2 separate regions of the Gossypium hirsutum genome follow, and region 1 is linked to region 2. A link is a contact called in public Hi-C data. All regions are on one chromosome and are shown on one strand. Each heading gives the region's core, a stretch centred on a gene start, on an enhancer-like site or on the middle of the called end of the contact. The rest is flanking DNA. Distances are from core to core; before and after follow the strand shown. Region 1 holds the start of LOC107891034. Region 2 holds the start of LOC107890970.

Region 1 (6,640 bases), core at 3,988-6,487, 210 kb before region 2:
AACTAACAAATGAAATTTGACACGACATTAGAATACCACATGAATATACTTACAATACAAACAAACAAGAAGAAAGTGATTAAACACCGCAAGCACCAACTTTTTTAAAACCAATTCAAGTTATTTTATGTCAAAAATAATTAAAACAAAAAGAAATCCATAGAAAATACAAAGATTAAAAAAATTTAAATTAGTAAAATCGGGAAAAAATATGGAAATTAAAGATCAAAGAAACACCAAAAATAAGAAAGGGAAAGCTTACATGAATTGACTGATGGACAGAAGAGGAAACCCAGAATTTGGGATCGAAAGCAAAAGATGCAATTGTTGAAAAGGAAAGAAAAGATGTAAGGAAGAGAAATGGGTTTTGTGATTTACCTTTGGTGTAGCAGATTCTTCGAATTTAAATTATATGAGTGAGATTTTTTAGGGGCGGGGGATGTTTGAGGATGAGTTACCTATCATAATTGTTCTACCCAATATTTATAGGAAAAAGATGAAGATATTATCATTTAAATTTTAAAATCCCATTTATTGTTGAATGGTGACGTGATTGGCTTTGCGTTTCTTCAACGCGGTTGCTTTTATGTAAAAAAGTGATATATATATATAAAAGACGCGGTTGCTTTTCTTTTCTTTTCTTTTCATATTATTTCTTTGATTTTTCTCTTACACATTAACGAATATTCACTTTCTTTTTGGCAAATGCACCCTACACGTCCCTCTATTATATAAACTTTATCAATTTAGTTGGTAGACTATTAAAGGATATTATTGAAAAGAATTAAATAAGATTAAATTAGAATAAATTAATTTTTATTATTTACTGAATTAATATTTATTAAATGAAATCTTTTGTTTAATATTAAATTTATAATTTTCTCAAAGCACATTGACGAATAGTCGTTGATAGTGGGCACATGCTTTTCCTCTCAATTTTTTGGTTGTATTCGTTTATTATATAATTGAAGATTGGATGTTGTGAAATAAAGATGGTTGCAGGTGGTTTGTTGGGAATCTGCTTCAATACTGAATTAGAAATGGGGAATATATATAAGATTTTCTCTCCATTTTACGTCCAAGTAGAAAAAGATTGTTTTGAAAGTGTCAATTCAAGCCATCATCTCCTGATTTTCATACTATTATTTACTTCATCATTGTTTTGAAAGTGTCAATTCAAGCCATCATCTCCTGATTTTCATACTATTATTTACTTCATCACATTTCAATACATATTTTATTTTATGCAGTAAACATTTAAATTTTAATATATATTTTAAGTTTTTATATATTCCGTTTATTTAAAATTTTATCTATTTATTTTTAATTTTAAAAATTTAAGTTTTTTTTAAATTTTTAAAATTAGGTCAATTCATTACCATCATTAAATTCCTATTAACTTCTTTAGTGTGACTCTTCAAAATTTTAAAAAAATTATATAATAATAAAAATAACATTCAAAATATAAATTAAGATTAATTTTTCTTAAAAACACTAATTCAAACTCATCATAATAGAAAATTATTTTCTATTGTTATAATATTCTTAAGAGGAATTAACATTAAAATTTATATTTAAATGATAAATAATATGAATTATTTAAACTAACTAATAACATTATAAAAATAAAAAGATTAAATAATATAAAAAAATTTTAAAAAATATAAATTAAATATCAAGTTTCAACATAGTCTAAAAACTAAATTTAAAATTTGATCATTGTCTTGTAATGTCAAGGAAAAAAAAATGGAAAAACTACATGCCACTTCAACGTGTCAATAAAAGACCTTCCTTTTATATCGATTTTACGGATTTAAGTATGAAAATATAACCTTCCAAAATGTATTCTCTCAAGGCAGTACCAAAATTCCTACAATGCACACTCCATTCTTTTTTCAGCCTTTTAAGTTGCCTCTGTATTCTCATGTCACTATGAGATTCATACGGCCTCAATCTAGTACCCTTTTCTTTTCTGGTACAACCTCCGGTAAATTTTCGCACCTTCGAATTCAGCATGGATTTCTCTTTCCGTCCTGATACCCATTGGGTTGTTCAGTAACCATCCCTCATTGTCACATAACACGCTAGGGTCAACCGTGTCAATGTGTTGAAGTACACCCGACTCTTCATCAAACTGCTTTCTCATGTCTTCGGCAACGTCTACGACATCAGATTGTATAAAAACCTGTCCAAATACAGTGATAAATCTTATATTAGAACATTTTAGAGCTTGAATATACGTAGATGATTTAAGCTCTATTTGATAGACGTAGCCAAAACCCCTCCCACCAAGCTACCAAATGGACTTCTTAGGAGATAAGTGGATTTGTGTAGTTTTAAAATGTAATTGTGTAATAAGAATTAGCAGACTTGGAAGCAAATGCAGAGGAATAGAAACTTTTGTGCCTGCGCAGCTCACAACCCACTTGCTGATATCTTTCTTTGGGCTGTGCCTTCTAACAATTCATGCATATAGCCATATACATCTCTATGAACTGATATAGCGAAGACTATTCTTAAATGCCCCAATAAATTACATCAATCCGTTTTTGTTCTATTTCCGATGCCATAGTCCAAGCAAATGGTGATCCATCAAGGCATACTGCACATGATATTTACTTTATAATTTAGAATAAGCAGTAACCATAACAGAAATTGGCAGCCTCAAAATGCTAACTGAAAAAGCCTGAGATCAGATTCATAGGACCCAACATAAAACAGGAAAGTTTGAGAAATAGATTTACAGTGTCTAAAACAGGTTATGCTATTTACATGCCACAAAGAAAAAGCTGATTATCATTCTAAGTGAATGGAAGAGCATACCTTTCCTTCAGGCATCAATCTGGTTAAGATGGAATTGACTAAAGGCGTCTGTACAACCCTTCTTTTATGATGTCGTTTCTTGAAATGAGGATCCGGGCACTGCATACAGCACATAAGTATTGTCATTTAACCTACCAAATTAAAAGGAATGATCCAGGGGCAGAAGCACACTCACCAATATTGAAACAAGCGCCAAAGGTCCAGGGTAAGTGGATGCTAACTGTTTGAACGAAACTGCAGCATTTGCGAACATGAAATGTCTGCAATAAAAGCTTACATGATCAAATCCCCAATAATACTGTTTTTTAATAAAAACAAGTTTCAAAAGCCTTACATGTTACTAAGAGCCAGCTCCTTTACCCAAAACTCAGCACGTTTAACCAGCTGCAGGACCAACAAAATTTTTTTATTAACATTAAATGAACCACCAATATGGCAATCTATCATAACTCCAACACTGAAAGAAGAGCAGATAAATGTAAATGTACTCAATCAAAACAATTATAGAGTAAATTAGCACTAGTCCGAGGAGTTCTATCTCATACTTTTGCTCGTATTTCCAGTCCCAAATAATTTTGTGAATCAGGGTTTTGTTTCGCAAGCCATAAGAGAAATCTGCCACTTCCTGAGAAATGTTTTTTCCTGCTGTTAGATTTATCAGTACTTGTCCATGCTTTACCGTGAACAAAAAGTAAGATACCTATGACAACAATGCTAATAACTAAGTTGTGAAGCCAATTTCAGCAGACATAAGGAACGATATGAAAAAAAATTTTAACCATTAACATTCTTATCAAAGACGATCAAAGAAAGATACTTATCAAAGACGACTGGATAAAAAAGAATGTGAATGAAAGGCAACTGTTTGAACCATTGACACCATATTGAAGCTCGAAAAACTCCAGTCAGAAAACAATAAATAGCTAAAGGAACATGGCACCAGGCCTCTACAGTACTGGGTACTCTTCCCCAACTTTAACCTACCTGCTCAATATCATAATGGTATACATTATTGGATAATGTAAACAATTTACAGGTTAAAAATTCCTGTAGCTTTTCAATGTTGTCAATCAACATTTGAGGATTAAAATGCAAAAGCTCATCTATTATACAAGGATCCCAGTATCTTGGTGATGGTTCAGGTTCTCAAGGATTTAAAATCAGGAGATAAAAGAAACAGCCACTTCCTATCCCAGACTCTGCATAGATAAAATTTATGTTGTTTTGACAAATCATTTTTCTTTAAGCACCTATGTCGGATGCATATCCGAACATGGATATGGAGATATAACCCTCAAAGGACCCTTAAATCACATTGAAAGAACATGGGTAACATAGGATAAAAGGGTTCTCGTCATTAATTGGATAATAAATGGAATATTTCTTCATAGTTCTCCATGATCTAAAAGAGTTATTAAAAGGATAGCATAGCATCAGTTAGCAGATATTTTGAATGGATAGAGAGGTTACCACTTACCACTTCCAATATCCACCATAAGTGGCAATGTTGGATCCTTGAAGGCTTCATCCCAATTAGGTACAGGTGCTGGCACCTACCCAGAAGCATGAAAAAACGAAGCCAGTAAGACAAAAGCATTACTTCTTTTATCTAACACAAGAGATAATGAAAATAACCTGTTCACTACTGCATTGCAAGAAAGCAATAAGAAGAAACCCAAAAGTTCATAAATAACTCACGGAGAAAGATGAACTGAGAGGGTTGACATGTTGCCTAATTCTTACATGACCCAACTCCTGCAACCGAATAAAGGGGGGAGGGGAACCCACCGTTATCATAAAAAGAAGAAAAAATTATGATTAAAAGAAAAACTTGATGACCCATTATGATGAAAAGATAAAAGTTGAGGATGGAGGGGACCTGAGAAATCTTGTCAGTGAGGTTAAGGTCGGCATACTCGAGAGCCACCAGATCAGTACTCCTAATCTCCTTTTTATCTGTAATGGGAACTGAAAGGGAAGCAGAAGTTTTGGAAATGCAATATTTGTGGCCAAGAGAAGAAGGGAATTTGTGTAGTAGTATTAGTGAGGAAAGAATTTGTTTTGCAGCCCCTGGGACAGCAGCACAACTGTTTAAGCAAAGGGATGAAGCCATTTCACATTCCTTCTTCCACTGGCATTTCCTCCAACTTTTCGAACAGTGCTAAAGGGTCGGGCCTCCTTCCAAAGTTTGTTGGATTGGGTGTAGGCTTATGTTTTAAGGGCTCAACCCCTTAGAGAGGCCTGTATCCTCTTTGATGTTATAAAGAAAAAAGAACATCTAAATTAATTGACAAAGGCATATCATTATCAAACCCCATAATCCTCCCAGAAAAACAAATGAAAAATGCTCTACGTCCTTTAACCATCCAGAACCTTTGGTGGATATCCTGCCAAGTATCAGTTAAAAGAAGACCTTCATAGTATTTGTTACAACAGCAAATGTCACAAACACATTTAACAGTACAAGCCAGTGGAGAACAAGTCCATAACTTGTGGAAGACATGGCTTTGGGTTTGCCACCACTCAATTTCAAACTCCAGTGCTCCTCTACTTCCACCTTCTCCTCATCCTCTTCAACCAACTACCGCCCTGCCGTCATCCTTCCTGTTAATTCTCCATGCGCTTATTACCTTCTTCTTATGCTTAAACATGTTTATGTTTTGTTGCATTTGACCCCTTTCTTTTTGGGTTTTCTCATTTCAGGGGTTAGGGAATAATACAGGTGACTATAAGAAGTTGGAGTTCACCTTGCAAGAGTATGGAGTGTCCACCGTTGTTGCTAATGTTTCAAGAATTGATTGGCTGAGGAATGCAGCTGGCTTGGTGGACCCTAACTACTGGAAAGGCACTTTGCAGCCTAGGCCTGTTCTTGACTGGTATTTATCTTAAGATCCCTTTCGATTTAAACAATGCAGAACGTATGCAAGTTGTAACATAGAAATTTGGTTAATGATTAGATATTGCGTGAAAGCAGGTATTTGAAGAGGGTTGATGATGCAGTTCAAGAAGCAAAGGAATTGGCACAAGGTATCAATCTTTGCCATTACCTTTCAGTAATGTTCTGACTCGAATGCAAATATTATATACAAATATGCGTCTAAACCTATAAAAGCATGTGATTGTAGGTGGGAAATTGTCAGTGATTGGTCACTCAGCTGGAGGGTGGCTAGCTCGTCTTTACATGGAAGAATTTGGACTCTCCCACATCTCCTTGCTTCTCACTCTTGGTACTCCCCACTTGTAGGTCTTTTATTTCAATACTCAACTATTTTTCTCTCGGAAGCTTCTGTTTGTTCAAATGATTTTAGTAATTTTTTTTAGTTTCTTTTCGTATATTTGGCGGATCATAACCCTAAAAATATGTATCGTATTGGAAAAGTGAGAAGTAGAGGGTGATTGGATGGTCAACTGCTGTAATCCCATTTGCAAGCACTGGCTTTTCCTTTCTTTTGTAATCATTCAACCTCCAAATGACTGAAGGGGAGAAGAGTGCTTAAAAGCCTTATCTATGTATTTTGGTCTATTTTGCAGGCCTCCTCCGAAAGGTTTGCCAGGGGTCATTGATCAAACAAGGGGCCTACTATATTATGTTCAACAACACTGCAAAAAAGCTGTTTATACTCCTGAGTTGAAATATGTATGCATTGCAGGGAGGTAAAATCAAACTCAGATCCTGTTCCTGTTTCTGCATTAGTTCTACTTCACTCTATTCAAGTTGCCAAATACCTTTTTCATTTTACTCGTTCACGTGTTGCTCCAACTCCTAATTTTTCTTGAATTTCTTGTCTGACACATACGCGGACAATAACGTATGGGA
Region 2 (6,687 bases), core at 2,356-4,855:
CTTGAGGTTAAATCTAGGACTAATAATAAAACTTTATTTGAAAGAAAGTCCAGTTACTTTGCTTGCAATGAAGTCTATTCTATATATGCTGTAACAGATTTACAGCAACAGTTTTTTTTATTTTTTTATTTTTTTTATTTTTTCCTTTGAGTTAATAAGAAACTTAGAGGCTTTCTATAACACTAAGTTCTCTAGTGTTCAATATTCTCCTTAACCACATCACCAGGATTTGTAGCTGGCCTTTGTTTTAAGAGCATGGATACCCTTCCTACAAAGTAACACGCAATTAGGGGAATTTATGGACAATAAACAGGTTTTACTCCTTGCTTTCTTGGCAAAATAAAATTGACAATGTTCTACATTTACCATCTCCAACTATCATAGCAAAAAAGTCGGAAAAATGGTATACAACATGCAAAAGTCTCAGCCTATCACGCTTAGCAAAAAAAATAAGCCCAAACCAAAATGTAAGACCAGAGTCTTCATTACGAGAGCCCAACCAATTTGATGTAGTAAATGAGCAATTGACCAAGTACTCTGGATCAAACAATTTAAAGGGAGCAAGTAATGGTAACCATCAGTAAATAAGCATTTATTAACCAATCCTATATCCTCCATTGTGTATTCTTATATCTAAAGTCGGAAAAAAAATTCACACAAGAATCAAAATGGCCCCAATCAATAAAATCAAAGCGTACCAGCCTAATGAAGACCTTAATCGGATACTATTTATGTGCATTTAGAGCACCAGCTGACACCTTATATTGTCCTAAAGCTGATTAGTAAGAACAAGGAGGGGTAGGAAGAAGGACATTAGAATTTTTTTCCCTTTTCTATTTTCCCCTTCTTGGATGTGGGGTAGCTGGAAGTAGAGGCATAGAAAAGCACTTCCATGAACAGAGGACAGACTCCAGAGCATGTTTTTATCTGGTCATAACAACTTCATGAAACTTATTTTGTCGATTTTCCCAGTGCTCTTAAAGTCTAAGCATCATTAATTCTCTAATAATTCTTGTTACGCTTTCACTAAAAGTTAATAGCACATAGAATTTTGGAAGAACATTAAGTCTCTGTGTTGGCAACATGTAAAATGTTCCTCAAATAAGATCTTTCTGAATATCAGAAAAAGGGAACCATTCTGGTGTTCACAATGATGGAGTCTGGATGGTTGTTGCCATACACGATTCACATACCTTAAGATGGATAATAGCTGCTTTATTGGCTGGCGCTGAGTTGAGATTCTCCACGGTCCATGTCATTGACTTAAGCCGGGGTAAAACTTCCTATAACCAAATTAAATAAGACACGTCAAGAAATATATAAAATGAGCCAGAAAGAAATAAAGTGTGATAGCTAATTCATTTACATATTTTTGGCTTAAGAAATCTGATGTGGTTTAAGGAGAAAACAACAATAATCAATAGAATTAGGGTGAACAAACGATATTAGTTAAATGGAAGAAAGAGGGTAATAAGCATTCGGATAAAGCTAATTAAGTCTCAATCAAGAATTGAACCCAAGTAGGAAACTCAGACCAGCTGCCATATCAAAAGAAATAGCAATCTTACATTCATGTCTATACAGGCAAGTCAGAGCTTTCAACTATTTGAGAAAGGAGACGAATATACCTTTAACCAAAATAAATTATACTGAACTCCTTTCCTTAACACAAAGATAACTTTTAATAAGAAGCATGTGTTTGATTTAGACTAGTTGAGGATTAATGGTAATGTGGGGGAAAAGTTGCTGCACAAATTTCATCATTGCAAGGAAAGAGACAGTAATCCAAGAGGTAGCTGGAAAAGGGAGATGATTAATTGACGAGTACAAATACATGAAATGTATGAACATTAACTAATTATATTTAGATTTATTGAAGAAGAAACTAATGAACAAATAAGAAGTTCTATATACCAGATTGTCTGGAGGACCAGCATCCTGTTGCATTAGCAAGGGAGCCAGATGAAAACCAGCTGCGTCAGCAATGATTGGTGAAGCCCCAAAATCACCAAGATTAGTGCTGGTACTAGGATCATCTTGACGAGACCACAAGGAAGTTGGAATATCAGAATATGGCAATGGTGTGAAAGATGGTGGTGCGTTTGCCCTTATCTGATAGGAAACACTGGTCCTTGGCAATGAATGTGGATGCTAGATAAGATGAATATCAACAAGGCATTACAACCAAAAATTAAATAAGATGAGAATTAAGGGGGGGGGGGGGGGAAGAGAGAATAGCCATTACATTACCTTGCAAAACCGGCTTTCAGTAGATATTGTAAACAGTCTAAAACTATTAATTAGAGTATATTATACATCAGAAAGCTTAGCTATAAAAATCACTCTCATCTTTTTAAGTAAAATATTTCCTAAACTTTTTCGGGACAAATTGCAACATCCTAGATTTTTTTGGATTTGTGTGAAAGTATCAAGCCATTAATAAATCAATAATATAGCCTCTACATACATTGAATAAAAGGTTTTGAATTCAATTTGAATAACTATCACAAAGATCCTCAAGGTGAAACACTTGTTGCAGCTTGTAACGACCCCTGAATATAACAGCTGTGTAAAAGTAACAAGTCGCTAATGAATCAGCTTATATGTCCCCAATTCACATTGACTGTAAGGCACTGAATTCTGTTTAAACCACAATCATAAGTTGCTTAAATATTGCAAAAAATATTAAAAATAAATAACAACACCCAAATCACCAACTCGCATTAGCATAGCAGTAAACAGGCATGTAGAAATTTTTTTTTTTGAAAAATTATGAAATAAGTTACTACTTACCTGTTCTTTTGCTAGTTCTTCCTTCCATTGACTCTGATATTTCTGCAACAATAGAACCAGAAGACTTTGCAAATCAAGTGACAAATCAGGCGGAAACAGCTTCAAAAGATCATCGCCATTGAAATTTTCATGTACAGATTTCCTGATAAGCAATCGAAGGCATGCCAATACCTATTCATCACATTTTTCGACATATTATTATTCAAGTATCAATTATCACTACAAACATCAAGAAAAGAAAATCATTTATCATTTGCAATAAGCCTATAATCTAATTTAGTCTCCGCTAGATTATCACTTCACATTTTCAAAAAGAAAAAGAAAAAAAAATCAAAAGCAAGAAGTTAAAAGTAAAGTGTATATTTAGTTATAAAAATAAATAATAATAGCAAAATTAACAACAAATTTAAAACGCGGAATCCTTTTAATGTTTAACTTCCAAGTTTCAAGGTTTAACACTTCAAACAAAAACTACACTAAAACAAATCAAAGAAAGAAGCGTGTTTGGCTGCAGAGAAAGTGCGAAGGAAAAAAAGAAGAAGGAAAATTACAGGGTCGAGGTCGGGAAGGGAAGGGAGCGAAAGGAGAGAATGAAACCGAGACTTGTCGGGCGGGCGAAGACCGCACCTTCGAGTTTTCCATAGTGTTGTTAAAATTTGGTCCAGAATTTGCTCTGATTTTACAGATGAAAGCTTGTGCAGTTGAAGATACAACGTATCTTCCGCCATTTTTCTTTTCTTTTCTTTTTTTCCCCGTCGTCTTGGCTTCAGGTTATGAGGTTCAAACGACATGTTTAGGACTTGACCCGTTTTTATTCGGGTGGGTAACATTTATCCGAATACTAAGTTCTTGGGCTTAATCCAATCAAACAAATTCTATTTGATTCTTTTTCTTTTTCAAAAAAACTCCGGGAAAAACTATAGATATGATTTAATTATTTAAATTCAATTTTTTTTAATTTTTTAATAAAAGTAAGGGTAAATTACATCATTAGTCACAAGCTATGAGTAAATTATTGTTTTAGTCACTTAACTAAAAAAAGTACAATTTGATCACTAAACTATTCAAAAGTTTTCATTTAAGTCATTTGAGCTATTAAAATTGATGTTATATAGTTTTCTCTATTCGCACTACATGCACCAATCGAAAGCTTTCTTTCTCCTTCTCTTCTACAGTTTAGTTTTCTTTTCATTAAACGATTTTGGATATCACAAATCTGCGAACCAAAATTCAAACAACTTTTTTCTCTGATCTTCAACACTAACTGTCAGATTGACTTAGATTTAAGGTATGTTCTTCTACTCGTCGATGGATACTGATTCATTGTACCAATCGTCGAATCGTCGTTTAGAGCGTTTGCGAAACATTTAAGAAAAACTTAACAACCTAGTGACTTAAATAAAAAATTTTGAATAGCTCTGTGACTTAAGTGAAAACTTTCGAATAGTTCAGTGACCAAAACAAAAACATAACTATAATTTAATGATTAATGGTGTAGTTTACCCTAAAAATTAAAAGCAAATTAACCTAGGTGAGAGTCATTTTCTCAAACCCATGCCATTTTCATCATCTTATAACAGTTGGATGATTGTCAAAGGGGCCTTCTTTATTATACATACCCTATATGGTCTACCCAAAACAAGACTTGCCATCCCATCCGTGGTGTAATCCCTTTATGATAAATATAGACTACTTACACATCCCATTTCCGTCTAAACATAGCCATAATTACACGCATTAAGGCATTTGGTTATGGAATTACTGATTCTTTTCTCTAATAAATGTACATTCAAAGTGTTTGTCTCTAGAATAACTTTCCTCAAACCCATATCCTATGCACAACTCAAGCCATCGTAAATTCCCCATAATTTCGAATCACCAACTATACATGCTCCACACTATCGTATGAACTCCATAACCCATTAGCTATTACTATCCCATATGATCCTCTCAACGGAAGCCAACTCTTCAGTGGTCATTTTTGCAGCATCAATGTTCACCTTATACCAACCACATAAAAGTCATTCCCCCTAATTAGTCGACTAACTCATTACCCTTTATTCACATGTAACAATTTTGTTGCACCATAGCAGTTCTTGTCTCATCTCTCATCTAAAGCTTCTCGCAAGCACTCGTTCAACTTCCACATAGTTTGGGTCAAAGATCATCTTGATCTTTCTAAGCCAAAGGTTCCAACAAACAAATACAAAGAGTAGATCCCCATACTTAGGCTCTTTTGTGATACGAACTCGATTGTAGATGTCTCGAGTAGTATTTGTTGTCCAATCGTGAATTTGAGTAAGAGCTGTATCGTTTTAGAAATGAATTAAGTTTAATCAAAATAGACTAATGAGAAGAAAGAAATAGACTTAAAACAAGGTTGCGAAATGGTAAAGCAAAGATAGGTAATTCGATTAAGGCTTGAGAATGAACCGGAAATAATGTGATTGTTGACCCGAAACTCAAAATAGGTCTTAGGTGAATTCAGTTTAGGGAAAACAGCACAAAACCTTGACACACTATCAAATGTGATAGGAACTAAATGTAATGAACGCCACACTAGAAAGTGATAAGTTCGATTAATAATAGAAAGGAAATAACGCCACAAGTTATGCTCGATAAGTCAAATCAGTCCCAAGAAAACAAAGAGATTTGAAAATCTCACAAATATCAATTTGATTCATATATTTGGCAAAAGTCCATTACAATGAGCTGATTACAAGTATTTATAGTGCTAGATAAAGGCCTAGCCGAATAGTCACAATGATCAGCTTAAATGAGCTATTAATGGCTGAAATAAAACTTAATCAATAAGCACAAACTCTTGAATTCCTCTAAGCCTAAGCAACTCCAACCATCAATATGATTTATTGCTCCAATTCAGCTAATTTAATGAGTTTGAATGCTTAGGTTTCATTCTTGAGTAACCAAAGAGTTTTTGGAATATGTTTTAAATTCCCTCTTGGAAGCCGAATAGACACCAGCAATATTCATGATATTTTTGGTCACACAAACAGACCATGGAGTGTTCATAAAGAGGCAACCAGTTATGGAATTTGTAATCACACCTTTGTCCATTGCTATTCTTGAAGGGCTCCCTGAAGAAGATGGAGAGGCTGCCGAATTTTAATGATGCATATTGCTCTCCTTTTATTATTGTAACAGCCCCTTGTATGTAACCGATTCCAACTGAATAGTCGCATTTATTACTTTGTAACAGCCCTTGTACATAATTGATTCCAACTAAATAGTCACCTACAAGCATTTGTTAATAGACACATTAAAATCAAGCTTAAACTAAGACATAATTATAACACATATTTAAGCTAAGTTACTAATTAATTTTAGCTGTAGCTAAACATATTTAAAACATGTAATAGGCTGGACATATTAAAAGCATGTGATAAATTAAGGCACATTTAAATTCAACTGAAACATATTAAAATTATGTATGAACTAACACTTAATTAAAATGGCCAGAATTTAGACACATTTATTTAGACTAAACTATATTAACTAACTTAATTAAATAGCTAGCAGCTTTAGAATGCATGGACTAATTGAGCTGAACCAAGTTAACTAATTTAGCTAAGCAAGTAATTATTCCAGCAACTAAAACGAAATAATTTAAAAATAAATTCAAAACGAGCAAACAAGCTTATTGAGCTGGAAATGAGCTGAATTGAGCTCAACGAGCTGAGATTAAGCTTCATTTTTCACTTGGGCCCCTCAAGCTTAGGCCACTCTCGATGACACCGAATTGTGTCGAAACATGATGCAACCAGGTTCGCATCACTTTGCAAAATATGCAGTTGCTTGAATACTTACAGGAATTCAATCATTGAGCTCTAACAAAATAAAATCAGTTGACTTACTTTCTTCAACCAACGCACC

The links. A called contact is a pair of places that touch in the nucleus more often than the background predicts.
Region 1: a contact with region 2 is called in a Hi-C map of leaf, with 2.8 times the contacts expected there. The contact joins the promoter of LOC107891034 here to the promoter of LOC107890970 in region 2. A contact is called at or near these places in 13 of 34 Hi-C or Micro-C datasets (callus, fibers, hypocotyl and 3 more).

Annotation. Positions count from the first base shown.
Region 1 is chrA11:89,596,194-89,602,833 of Gossypium_hirsutum_v2.1, reverse strand. LOC107891034 reads left to right here and starts at 5,237. Exons shown (of 7, transcript XM_041081970.1): 1 at 5,237-5,429; 2 at 5,527-5,699; 3 at 5,798-5,850; 4 at 5,936-6,050; 5 at 6,355-6,477. The coding sequence starts at 5,325. It overlaps LOC107956832 (tRNA (guanine-N(7)-)-methyltransferase), which reads right to left and starts at 5,203. Exons shown (of 8, transcript XM_016892339.2): 1 at 4,703-5,203; 2 at 4,522-4,578; 3 at 4,301-4,376; 4 at 3,369-3,448; 5 at 3,158-3,207; 6 at 2,999-3,083; 7 at 2,824-2,922; 8 at 1,694-2,185. The coding sequence starts at 4,936. The coding sequence ends at 1,955. LOC107891059 (glycine-rich protein A3) reads right to left here and starts at 618. Exons shown (of 3, transcript XM_016815706.2): 1 at 379-618.
Region 2 is chrA11:89,384,627-89,391,313 of Gossypium_hirsutum_v2.1, reverse strand. LOC107890970 reads right to left here and starts at 3,605. Exons shown (of 6, transcript XM_016815593.2): 1 at 3,345-3,605; 2 at 2,794-2,964; 3 at 1,915-2,151; 4 at 1,194-1,283. The coding sequence starts at 3,584.